2 separate regions of the Sus scrofa genome follow, and region 2 is linked to region 1. The links are chromatin contacts, called in public HiChIP or PLAC-seq maps. All regions are on one chromosome and are shown on one strand. The core of a region is the stretch at or near the end of the contact, and the rest is flanking DNA. Distances in the headings are between cores, read along the strand shown. Region 1 holds the start of CDADC1 (cytidine and dCMP deaminase domain-containing protein 1). Region 2 holds the start of MED4 (mediator of RNA polymerase II transcription subunit 4).

The links. HiChIP or PLAC-seq counts read pairs in DNA pulled down with a chosen protein or histone mark.
Region 2: an H3K27ac HiChIP or PLAC-seq map of alveolar macrophages shows a contact between it and region 1. The contact joins the promoter of MED4 here to the promoter of CDADC1 in region 1. A contact is called at or near these places in 1 of 5 promoter capture datasets (liver) and 1 of 2 datasets of contacts at active chromatin or transcription factors (alveolar macrophages).

The regions. Positions count from the first base shown.
Region 1 is chr11:18,513,567-18,519,740 of Sscrofa11.1, forward strand. It overlaps CDADC1 (cytidine and dCMP deaminase domain-containing protein 1), which reads right to left and starts at 4,571. Exons shown (of 10, transcript XM_003357836.4): 1 at 4,358-4,571; 2 at 3,527-3,624. The coding sequence starts at 4,439.
Region 2 is chr11:19,548,424-19,555,472 of Sscrofa11.1, forward strand. It overlaps MED4 (mediator of RNA polymerase II transcription subunit 4), which reads left to right and starts at 3,435. Exons shown (of 7, transcript XM_013978727.2): 1 at 3,435-3,610. The coding sequence starts at 3,483. LOC110255811 (a long non-coding RNA gene) reads left to right here. Exons shown (of 3, transcript XR_002336671.1): 3 at 1,138-1,543.

The sequences.
Region 1 (6,174 bases), core at 3,321-5,820:
GCAAAGTAAAACAACAACGACATACTACTCTGCTCCTATTAGAATGGCCAAAATTTAGAATACTGACAACACCAAATGCTGGTGAGGATGTAGAACAGCAATTCTTTTGTTTTTTCCTTTTTTGGGGGGGGGAGGGGAGCCATCGGGGGCATATGGAGTTCTCGGGCCAAGGATCAGATCTGAGCTGAAGTTGTGACCTAAACCACAGCTGTGGCAACGCTGGATCCTTAACCCACTGTGCCAGGCTGGGGATCAAACCTGAGTCCCAGTGCTCCCAAAATGCCAATGATCCCACTGTGCCACAGGAGGAACTCCAACAACAGGAATTCACTGCTGGTGGGAATCCAAAATGGTACAGCCACTTTGGAAGACAGTCTGGCAATTTCTAAACATATCCTTACTATACTCTTTGCACAATTGTGCTCCTTAGTATTTGCCTAAAGAAGCTAAAAACTTATCACCACACAAAAATCTGTACACAGATGTTTACAGCAGCTTTATTCATAATTGCTATAACTTGGAAGCAACCAAGATGTTCTTTGGAAGGTGAATGGATTAAATAAATTGTGGTATATCCAGACAAGGCAATCTGATTTAGTGTTAAAAATGGACTATCAAGTCATGAAAAGACCTGAAGGAAACTTAAAAGCATATTACTAAATGAAAGAAGCCTAACTGAAAAAGCTATATACCATATGATTCCAACTATATAACATTCTGGAAAAGGCAAAACTGGAGACAGTAAAAGATGAGTGGTTGCCTGTGGGTGGGGTGAGGGAGGAACGTATAAGTGGAGCCCAGGAAATTTTCAGGGCAAGGAAAATACTCTGTATCATATCATGATGATGCATATATATCATCATATTTTGTCCAAATCCATAGAGTGTACAACAGCAAGACTGAACCATAGTGTAGACTTTGGGTGATAACGATGAATCAATGTACTGCTTGGGGAAGATGTGGATAATGGGGAGGCTATTCATGAGTGCAGGGGTATATGGGAAGTCTCTGTTCTTTCCCCTCAATTTTTTTTTTTTTTTTTTTTTGTCTTTTGTCCATTTAGGGCTGCACCCATGGCGTATGGAGGTTTCCAAGGCTAGGGATTGAATCAGAGCTGTAGCTGCTGGCCTATACCACAGCTACAGCAACAAGGGAATCGAGCTGCATCTGAGCTTCACTGGAGACCTACACCATGGCTCACGGCAACGCCGGATCCTTAATCCATTGAGCAAGACCATGGACGCTAGTTGGATTCATTAACCACTGAGCCATGACAGGAACTCTCTTTCCCCTCAATTTTGCTATGAAACTAAAAGCGCTTTAAAATAGTAGTTGTTTGTTTTGTCTTTTTAGGGCCGCATCTACAGCATATGGAAGTTGTTTATTTAGGGCCACACCCACGGCATATGGAGGTTCCCAAGGCTAGGGGGCGAATCTGAGCTGCAGCTGCCAGCCTAGCCACAGCCACAGCAATGCCAGATCTGAGCTGCACTGGAGACCTACAGCACAGCTTACGGCAATGTAAGCCACTTACGTTAACCCACTGAGCAGGGCCAGGGATGGAATCCACATCCTCATGGATACTAGTCGGGTTCTTTACTGTTGAGCCACAAGGGGAACTCCTAAAATAGTAGAGTCTTAATGAAAAAAAAGTGAATTCCCTAATCCCCTATTAAAATTCTTCAATGCAATTCCCATACTTAAAAGGACAAAATCTAAATCCCTTGCAAGGCACAGGTTTTTTCTGATCTGACTTTTGCCTCCCTTTCTAAGCGCATATCCAGTCTCTTCCCTCTACCCAATTTTACCCTCCAACATGAGGACTACAAAGTCTCTCTTCAAGCTTGTGTGGAGTGTCTCGGCTTGGCAGATACCTACTCATTCCTCATGTCTCAGTGCAAATGCAACTTCCCCTGTGACTCCCTCCCTTACTTCCCCGTGGAAAGCCTGGTCCTCAGCCTTCAGTCTTGGTAGCATCTCTACTTCCACTTTCTGCTTGACTCCATCATCTATTATATCGTAATTGTTTACATGCCTAGTTTTTTCCCCATTAGAAAATAAGGACCACATCCTTCTTTTTGTATCTCCAGTGTCAAATACACAACCTCACTCACCCACAGTTAAAAAAAAAAGACATCAAAAATTAAAAAGAAAAAAAGGGAGTTCCTGTCGTGGCGCAGTGGTTAACAAATCCGACTAGGAACCATGAGGTTGCAGGTTCGGTCCCTGCCCTTGCTCAGTGGGTTAATGATCCGGCGTTTCCGTGAGCTGTGGTGTAGGTTGCAGACGCGGCTCGGATCCCACGTTGCTGTGGCTCTGGCGTAGGCCGGTGGCTACAGCTCCGATTCAACCCCTGGGAACCTCCATATGCCGTGGGAGCGGCCCAAGAAATAGCAAAAAAAAAAAAAAGGAGAGTTTTCTTGTGGCACAGCTGCGTTTTCACGGCAGCAGCATGAGTCGCTGCTGTGGTGTGGGTTTGATCCCTGGCCCAGGAACTTCCATGCAAATAAATAAATAAATAAACAAAAGATTATTATGAATGACCTCATAAGAGCACTGGGGGAATTTAAAGATTTACAAAAAGTGTGTCTGTGGAAAATCTAAAGCAACCTTTTAGCAGAATTACTGGCAAACTGGAAACTTCAACAAGCCTATGCAGAATATAATTACTACTTTGTAAGTGGAAGAAAAAAATCTTGTGCTTAAAACAAAAGATTGAAGGAAAGTATCCAAATGTCAAAAGCGTAGTGTCAGAATGGTGAGAAGCTACAGATAATTTTTCCCTCTTTTTCCCATTTTTAAAAATGTCTGAAATACTTACCTTAGCCTAATAATATTTTCCAAACTTTGAAATCTACTAAACCAAAACGGTGAGAAACAAGCTCCATGTATAAAAGAAACCTAACTCCAAGCATGTAGGAAAATGATGAGAGTGGAGCACCTTGCTGCTCCAAGAACAGAAGAAAGAAAAGATGTACAATGTACATACTTCCAATACACTGGCTTTTATGATGAGCCTTATTTTACATTCCAAATCTGTTTTGATCATCTTTTTTGAGATCCAAAAAAGAGACTCCTTACATGAAGCAAAACCAATTAACATTCATGGATATAAGAGTAGATGCTAAGAGGTATACCAAGTGAAATGAGACATGGTCTCTCTCTTCATCAATTTAGTTTGGTGGAAGAGGGTAAAAAACCACCAAGATGAAACACCAACCATATTCAATTGAGTGATAAATTATGTGGTATAGACAGCAATCTATTTAGCCAAACCAACATAAAAATGCTATCAATATCTGATGAACAGGGCAGTCTGAGAGGGTAATTATTCCATTTTTAGACTGGAAACAGAAGCTATCACAGCTATGAACCACAGGTATCATACTAAACCACAGAGGTATTTTGCAAATTTGAAGGCTTGTTGAGTTTGTTTTTAAGTATAACAGAAACTGGAGCAATAAAATCAAATTCTAGACCGTTGCTTTTCTAAGAAGAAAAAATTACCTAAGGAAACAAATTGTACCTGAGATTTTTGTCTTTGGGTTTCGACTACTGGGAAGAGCTCCATCCAGAGACTGAGCAGAGTGAAAAGGTTGACTTTAGAAAGCCTTGGTATTTCACCTACAAAAGAAAGGGCAAACATCTTAAAGATTTACCAACGATGAAAATAAGAACTAAGCTCAATGCTACTTGGGTGCTGAAGTCCTAGTTCAGCTGTTTTAACAGGAGGCAGAGAAAAAGGATTTGTGTACTGGAAAATCAAAGTGCTTTCTTAGCAGGAGACTGGTATCAACCGCCTTGCCAGCAATCTCCTGTGGCGCTTTCAAAAGTTGGACCCTGTCACCCGGCAGAAAAAAAAAAATAGTATAACTCATCAAGGTAGCTATGGAAACAATCCAAAAGAAGTTATGAAAATTCCTAGCATCTGATGTCATCGTGGAGCAAGTTTTACTTTGGATTGTGATGAGACGTTGCAACAAGGGCCGCAGTTAGAACACAGAACTAAAAATACGGTGACCTTTGAAGGTAAAGCAGTTGAAATACAGGAAAGTGTCCCGTGCGGTTAATTTTGATACCAAGTCAAAAACAAGGTTGGGGGAATTTTCAGGCTCGTCGATCCCCGTAGATCCCACCTCCAGATCCTGGAGGAAGAGTAAAGGGGGGCAGTGAGCGCAACTTCAAAATCCTGTGCAGCGGGGCCAAGGAATCCCGGTGACTGAGAGAGAGACGCGCCCAGGGCGGAGATAGGACACACTGGAATAGAAGGGCAAGCGGGGACTGGAAGTGAAACCGCGGGAGACGCACAGAGGAGAGCGAAAGGCTGGGGGGCGGGAACAAGGTTCGAGGCACTCACCGGTCATGCTGCCAGTCTGGGTGCTGACTGACCGCCCAGCCTCCGCGCTCTCCAGATTTTGCATCTGCCCTGCTTCTTTCATCCCCAGCCTAGCTGTCTCTGCTGTCCAGGAAACCTCTCGCTATTCGGCATGATCTTTGCCCCAGCTACTCCACCTCTCGTCCCCTCCCAGCAACTGTACAGCAACCGCCACCCCGGCGCAGCCCAATGACGTAGGAGCCCGGCCGCCATTTCCGGGCGCCTTGTGTGACGTCACGAGGAAGCGTGGCCGCCGTGGCGCCGCGCCGCTCCTTTCCCGGCGACCGGGTAGATAGGAGACGCTGTGCAGTAAGTCGTTGCAGGCTTGTATTTGACTCTGTTGTTTTGCTGAAGTATGGTTGCTTGAGGATGTCTTGGCTCGAAGTCCCAGGTTGCGCAGGCTCTGACAGGCTGATGAGGGCAGCGCGCGCCTGAGAGTTTGGGTCAGAGAGCGAAGGAGAATTGAAATGGGAACCTGCCCCATCTGTGGTCTGAGAGAATTTGAGGGCGAAGAGGGGTGAGCTGGGCGGTCCAGATTGCTATCCTCTGAGAGCGACCTGTCCTAGGGAATTTAGTGCCGGGGACCACCATAGGGACGCTGTGCTTCTTATTAAACACATGAGGAACTGAGAGTTGGAACCGTAATTGTGGGGAATTGCACAATACGGGGGTAGGAGGAAGTGGCCCCTGGAAAATCTGAGAAGAACGTGGCATTGTGGATTTGTGTCCAGTGCAATTTCTTTTTATTATTTTGTAATTGTCCTAGACGGGACTCAAAATGAAGCCCTTCCTTCCCCTAGTGACTCAGAGCCTGGTTTCCATCACCAACTTGTGCTGTTATCACAACTTGGTATACTTAAATATAGCAAGACAGAAAAACTGCTCAAAGACTATGAAAGCAAAAGCCAACGTTAAAAAGTACATCATCTTGTGGTAGACTCAAGAGAGAATCTAAAGTGTTGATGAGTATGATTATGGTTCATTAATTTTCACTATAATAGTATTCATTGTAGCTATAGATCACCATTTACTTATCCATATTTGAGTCAGAAGACATTTGCACTCTCTCCATCTTTTTGCTGTTACAGACAATGCTGATTAAAACATTTTTGTTGTCGTGGGAGCGGCCCAAGAAATAGCAAAAAGACAAAAAAAAAAAACCCAAAAAAACAAAAAAACCAAAAACATTTTTGTTATGTCTCCTTATGTTCATGTAGAAGAGTTTCTTTAGGGACTAAGGAATAGGATTCTTGGGTTGTCAGGTTTCCCAGCTAAAGCTGAAAAGTTTTCCAGAGAGATTGTTTGCCTACCTGGCTGGCATAAAATGGTTTCTCATGGCTATAATGTCCCCTGATTTCTTCTTGGGTTGATTGTTTCCTCTCTATGAAATACCCATTAACCATTTCTCTATTTTGGTAGTTCTATTTCTTACTCATTTTGTAAGCATTTCTTTCTTTCTTTCTTTTTTTTTTTTTTTTTTTTTTCGGTTGTCCCAGGGCCAGGGACCAGATCCAAGCCACAGTTGTGACCTACATGGTGGCAGCGCTGGGACCTTTAACCCACTGCACCCATTGGATATCGAACCTGTGTCCTAGCTCTACAGAGACACCGCCCACCCTATTTCATCACAGCGGGAACTCCCATAAGCATTCTTTATACATCCTGGGTAGTCCTTCTTGGTTGGGTATGTATGTAGTTAATATCTTCTCCCCATTTGTCACTTGCTTTTTCACTTTTTTTCCTTGGCTTTTTTAGGGCCAAGGAGGCACATGGAGGTTCCCAGACTAGGGGTCAGATCA
Region 2 (7,049 bases), core at 2,185-4,684, 1.0 Mb after region 1:
TGCTGTACAGCAAAGTGACCCAGTCATACGTGTATACGCACATTTTTTTCTCACATTATCCTCCATCATGTTCCTTCACAAGTGACTGGATATAGTTCCCTGTGCTGTACAGCAGGATCTCATTGCTTCCACTCCAAATGCAATAGTTTGCATCTATTAAACCCAAACTCCCAGTCCATGCCACTTCCCCCCACTTTTGCAACCACAAGTCTGTTCTCCAAGTCCATGAGTTTCTTTTTAGTGGAACGGTTCGTTTGTGCCATAGATTAGATTCCAGATATAAGTGATATCATGTGGTATTTGTCTTTCTCTTTCTGACTTACTTCACACTTAGTATGAGAGTCTCTAGTTCCAGCCATGTAACTGCAAATGGCATTATTTTGTTCTTTTTCATGGCTCAGTAGTATTCCATTGTATATATATATATATATATATATATACATATACACCACATCTTCTTAATCCATTCATCTGTCGATGGACATTTAGGTTGTTTCCATGTCTTGGCTATTGTGAATAGTGATGCAATGAACATACAGGTGCATGTGTCTCTTTCAAGGAAAGTTTTATCTGGATACATGCCCAAGAGTGGGATTACTGGGTCATATAGTGGTTCTATATTTAGTAGTTTTCTGAGGTACCTCCATGCTGTTTTCCATAGTGGTCATACCAACTTACATTCCTGCCACCAGTGTAGGAGGGTTCCCTTTTCTCCATACCCTCTCCAGTATTTATTTGTTGACTTGTTAATGACAGCCATTCTGACTGGTGTGAGGTGGTACCTCACTGTGGTTTTGATTTGCATTTCACTAAGAATCAGTGATGTTGAGAATTTTGTCATGTGCTTGTTGGCCATTTGTATATCTTCTTTGGAGAAATGTCTGTTCAGGTCTTCTGTCCATTTTTCAGTTGGGTTGTTTGTTTGTTTGTTTGTTTGTTTTCCTGTTGAGTTGTATAAGTTGTTTGTATATTTTAGAGATTAAGCCCTTGTCAGTTGCATTGTTCGAAACTATTTTCTCCAATCCCATAGGTTGTCTTTTTGTTTTTTTTAATGGTTTCCTTTGCTGTGCAGAAGCTTGTCTGTTTGATTAGGTTCCATTGGTTTATTTTTGCTTTTATCTGTTTTCTTTTTTTTAGTGCCTGACTACTGGAAGAGAAATGCTTGAGTTTGATTCTTCACCCACCTTTGATGGAAACTGACTTGGAACATACTTTGGGAACTGGCTAGGGGAAGGAGCTTCAGAACAGAGGCTTGGAGGACATAGTATTTCATGGAGTTCTTGTGGTGCAATGGGTTAAGAATCTGACTACAGTAGCTCACGTCATGTGGAGGCACAGGTTAAACAATCCCTAGCCCTGTGCAGTAGGTTAAAGGATCGAGCGTTGCTGCAGCTGTGGGGTAGATCTCAGTTGCTGCTCAGGTTCAGTGCCTGGCCTGGGAACTTCCATGTGCCGTCAGTGTGGCCATAAAATTAAAAAATGAAAAATAGTGTTTCTTGAGTTATAAGGTACCAGGGCCAATGCCCACTACTGCACTGCTGAATATTCCTTTTTTTTTTTTTTTTTTTTTTTTTCTTTTTGCCATTTTTCTTGGGCCGCTCCCGCGGCATATGGAGGTTCCCAGGCTCGGGGTCGAATCGGAGCTGTAGCCGCCAGCCTATGCCAGAGCCACAGCAACGTGGGATCCAAACCGCATCTGCCACCTACACCACAGCTCATGGCAATGCCAGATCCTTAACCCACTGAGCGAGGCCAGGGATCGAACCCGCAACCTCATGGTTCCTAGTCGGATTCGTCAACCACTGAGCCACCATGGGAACTCCTGAATATTCCATTTTTTGGTTGAAGATGCCATAAATATTTGAAGTTGCTTTTAAGAATCTTTGGGAGGGAGTTCCTGTCATGGTGCAGCAGAAATGAATCCAACTAGGAACCATGAGGTTGCAGGTTTGATCCCTGGCCTTGCTCAGTGGGTTAAGAATCTGGTGTTGTCGTGAGATGATGTGTAGGTGGCAGACGCAGCTCGAATCTGATGTGGTATAGGCTGGCAGTTACCAATTGGACCCCTAGCCTGGGAGCCTCCATATGCCATGGGTGCGGCCCTAAAAAGCAAAGAAAAAAAAAAAAAAGAATCTTCAGGAGACTATGGACAGAAATCATTGAAAATAAGATTTTACCAATTAGAGGCAAAACTATAGATAACTACAGTTTGTTTTCAGTTTCTGATGATTTCAGCACCTCTGTCAACAACAAATCCAATAATAGTTATTGGGACTCACCGTGTTTCAGACAGTATTCTGAGACTGGGGCTAGGTCTTTGAGAAGTTCCAAGAGACTCTGCCCTCATGGAGTTTATATCCTAGTGGAGGAGACAATTAGCAGAGCACACATCAACTGACTTAGGTGAAATGTTAGAAGATGACAAATGCTGTAGGAAAAAATGAAGAGCTGGGTAAAGGTGGCGGAAGGTGGAGGTGAGACGGCAGTTGTAAACAAGGTGGCCAGGGTGGGGGTCCCGAAGAAAGTGCAGTTTGTGTCCCAAGAGCAGATGGCCTTGTGACTTTCTGGGGGGCAACCCATGAAGGCAGGGAGAACAGCAGTGCCAATGCCCTAAGGCAGGAGCGTCCTGGTGCTTGAGAACCAGAATGACTGGAGCCGAATGAATGAAGGGGTGTGACTACAGAAAGGCCAGAGGATGCTGGTGTTGGTAGCACAACAATATGAATATACCTAATTCCAGTGAATTGTACACTTACACACCATTAACACAGTAATTTTATGCTGAATGCATGTGACCACAGAAAAAAAAAATTAAAGAAAATAAGGATTACATTTCCTGTCCTAAAGAGCTCACAGCCTCCCTGAGAGCCCGAACAGAGGGTGGAAATAGCATTATGGGAACGCAGACTAAACAGCGATAAATCCGGTAGGTCCCCGGCCCATTGCTCAAAGACACTGACACAAGATGCAGGCCATTATGTAATTCCCACAAATGCCCTTGAGCAGGAGTTCCCACTGTGGCACAGCCCAACACTATTAGGGGCATCTCTGCAGCACTGGGACGCGGGTTTGATCCCCAGCTGGCACAGTGGGTTAAAGGATCCAGCGATTGGTAGGTCACAAATGTATCTGGGATTTGATCCTTGGCCCAGGAACTCCGTATGCCCGCGAGGCGGCCAAAAAAAAGGAAAAAACAAACAAACAAACTCCACTGAGCAGCTGCTTGAATAAGCTAAGGTGCTGGAAACCTGACCGCGTTGGGCCCCCAGTTCTGGGTTTGGCCCTCGCTCGCGGGTTGGACCCAAGAAGCCCTCACTAGCCCAGCAGATGGCGCCGGCGCCTGCAAGACACCTCCAGGCGCGCAGGGGGCGCTCTGGCCCAGGCTCTCTACCTCGCCTCTGTGACCCTTCCTTCCGCCCGCGGACCGACACTCTTCCTTAGAGCGCAGCTGCGCACGCGCCGGCTGTTAGTGTGTCGGGAGGATGGCGGCGTCTTCGAGCGGCGAGAAGGAGAAGGAGCGGTCGGGCGGCGGCGGTTTGGGAGCGGCGAGCGGCAACAGCACTCGCGAGCGGCTGCTTTCTGCGCTGGAAGACCTAGAGGTCTTGTCCAGGTGAGGCCGTCGCCTGGGGGCCTGGCTGGAGCTGGGCCGGGAGCATTGACTCAGGCTGGTTCCTGGGTCTCGGCGGGGAGGGCCGCACTCCGGGACTGCGGCGCGCGCTTCGGAGGCAGTGCGCGAGGGTCGTGGACGTAGGCCCGCAACCCTCGGGGACTCGCCGGCATTCCCGCCCCACCCCCATAGAGGACATTTTAATACTGCCAGTGACTCTGGAACCCCAGACTCTCAGAATCGTAGGGACCTTAGAGGTCGCCGGGAGAGTCGCTTCGTCCACCGGCCTTCGACAGACATGTAAGGAGCTCCTCCCGCCGGTCCCGCGCTGGGAGACGGTCCTGAGGGAGACTAGATACTGACGTAGACGAGCCCAGTGTCCGGGGTAGACAGACGTGTAAACAGTAACTGTGGCGCGGAGCCTGTTTGGATTGGAGGCTGCTGCAGCAGGGGCGCTAGGCGTCTGTCCCCCTTGTCGTCAGGGCAGGCTCCCTGGAGAAACGAATGCACTCTCTAGAGGAAGTTAATTCAGACTCTTTAGCTTAGAATGTCCAGCAAGGGCATTCATCCTGTTAATCCATCCTGTTGTCGCTGCACTTCTCAGCCCTCCAGTAATATCCTTTATTCCAGCCTCGGTGAACTGCTTCCCAGCTTCCTTTTCTTCAGTGCGTTTCCACTCCACCTCCAACCTGATTCATTTATCCTCCAGAATCCTGTTCAAGTGTCCCTTTTTCTGTAATCAACATTCTAAATCTTACTATATACAGGCACACCTTGTTACACTTTATTGCACTTTGCACATATTGCATTTTTTACAAATTGAAGGTTTGTGACAACCATGTGTCAATCAGGTCTGTTGGTACCATTTTTCCGTCAGCATTATTTTTAAATTAATGCTGTTTTCTTTAATGTATAATTGTTTTTTAGACATAATGCCATGGCACACTTAATAGACTACGGTATAGTGTAAACATAACTTTTATATGCACTGAAAAACCAAAAACTGAGTCACTTTATTGTGGTAGTCACATCATTGCATTGATGTGGAAAACTGAACCTGAAGTATCTCTGAGGTATGTCTGTAATTGTATTATCTGATCTACTAATAATTACATTTTTATCTTTGCTGTGAGTTCAGGCCTTGCCATACATGGCAAGCATTACTTACCAGATTCCTTGGTCAATGTGATACCAAATGATGTTTTAATATACTAAGTAACCTGATGCTAAAAATGTAAAAACACATAGACACCGGAAGTTAAATAGCTTATGTGTTTAATTCACTGTTTAGGCTATTAGATTGAAATACCTTGTAGTGACAAAAAGGACACGTGGAATTTTGGCGTCAGTACAGTGAACAAGGAACTCATGGGCATAAGACAGCAATCTTAATGTTTCCTCTGTGTAAATGTTCACACAGATTAATTCATGTGCTATTTCCTTCATGTTGATTCACTTCCTGGCTTGTGGAGAATTTGTCAGCTTCTTTAGTTAATCCTATCAGATGAATATCAGCATGATTTCTTAGTAAAAAGACCTTGGCGAGACTGAGTTCTCCGAGTATGAGGTTTTCAGTTAAATTATTCAAGTATCCGAGTTCCTGTCGTGACGCAGAGGAAAGGAATCTGACTATGAACCATGAGGTTGCGGGTTCGATCCCTGGCCTCCTCAGTGGGTTAAGGATCTGGTGTTGCCGTGAGCTGTGGTGTAGGTCGAATACATGGCTCAGATCCTGGTTGCTGTGGCTGTGGTGTAGGCCAGCGGCTACAGCTCTGATTCGACCCCTAGCCTGGGAACCTCCACATGCTGCAGGTGTGGCCCTAAAAAAACAAAAAATAAATAAATAGATAGGACCAACTGTCAGATGATGAGTGTAAAATTAGTCAAGTAAAAAATGTTCCTTATAATTTCTTCGTTTTGACCAACTATGTGATGTAGGTGGTAGCAATTAATTTTTCTATGAATATGTTGACTTTGTGAAGAAGTGATACCTCTTTTGGGAAGTAGTGGATGCTGGGTTTTGAGTAGAAATTGAAATTTGAAATATGATAATTTTAAATCTTTGCCTTGGTTTATTCGGTGAACTGTTACTTCTCACCCTTCTAATCTGGAACCCAGTAAATTCATTTCTTTTCTCTGCTTTACTTGCAGAGTAACCGTAGTATATATTTCATATTCACCAAGTTCAGGAACTGTTTCTAAACCTGCCCTTCCAGGATAACGGTCTTTGAGAATGTCTCTTGACACTGAACAACCCTGAAGTCAAATCTTTCCATCTTGCCTCTGGATTGATTGGCTCCTGGGTTGGGTATCTGAGGTGTGTTTACCTGATGCCCTCAGTACCTGGAGGAGTGCATATCCACATTTGATTCCTGATTTTTGAGTGTAGCATTATCTGTTTGATAAAGTGTATTTACCTACTGAAGTTTTGGATCTTCATTTAGATTTTCCTCAAGAACCTCAGTGTTTCAGAAACTTCTTCAGCTTTCCTGTTGCATCACTTGGGGTGCTGAGTTCTTCTGAAGTTCTTCTGTTTCCCATTGTCCACAAATGCCAAAAAGGCTTGGATTTCTCGTTAATTTGTATTCCTCATTGTAATCACCAGTACTACAGGATCTAGCCTCTGTGTGAGTTACACGTGTGTGGAAATGTGGGCAAGCCTTCTACTTGATAAGCCAGGAAATCGGCTGCTTCCTCTACAGCAACACAGGGCTCTCTTCCTCTCCTGTAACCAGGGACAGGGCGTGCAGGCTCCTTCAGCCTCCCTTCATCCTTGGGGAGGACAGGCTTCTACTTGGTCCACACAGCGAACAGCACTGAACCCACAGACCTCTCCCTCCTCGAGCTCCCCTGCCTAAGGCAAGCCCTTGTGGGGTTTTCTGTTGATTTAGTCTCCCAGATTCACAAGAAAGGCAGACGAAATCTCCTTCGACTTCTCCCACTGGGCCTCTGACCCCTGACCTCTGACCCCTGACCAGGGTTCCTTCCCCCCCTCAGAAACCAGCTTTTATTCAGACCAGGGCTTCTCAATGGTCACCATCTCATTAATGGTACAGAAAAGAGCTAATATAATGTGTTGTTTATAAAATGTCTACTTAATCCATTAGCAAGTCCTGTCAGCTCTGCTTCCAATATACATCCTAAATCCATCTGTTTCCACATTTCCATTACTGAAGCCTAGTGGCTAGGACTTACTCATCTGCCTGGGACACTACAAAAACTGTCTAACTTGATTCCTCTTCTTAGCCCTCTTACAACCTGATCTCTAGGTAGCTCAGCAGTTGTTTAAAAATGTAAATCAGGTCATTTCCCTTCCCTTTTATAAATGATCCAGTGGCTTCTCTTTGCACCTAGAATGAACTACTAATCCTTTACCCTGACCTGCAAGGCCCTGCACAGTCCAGCCCTCCCTCCCTTGTCCTTTCTTTCTTTCTTTAAATTT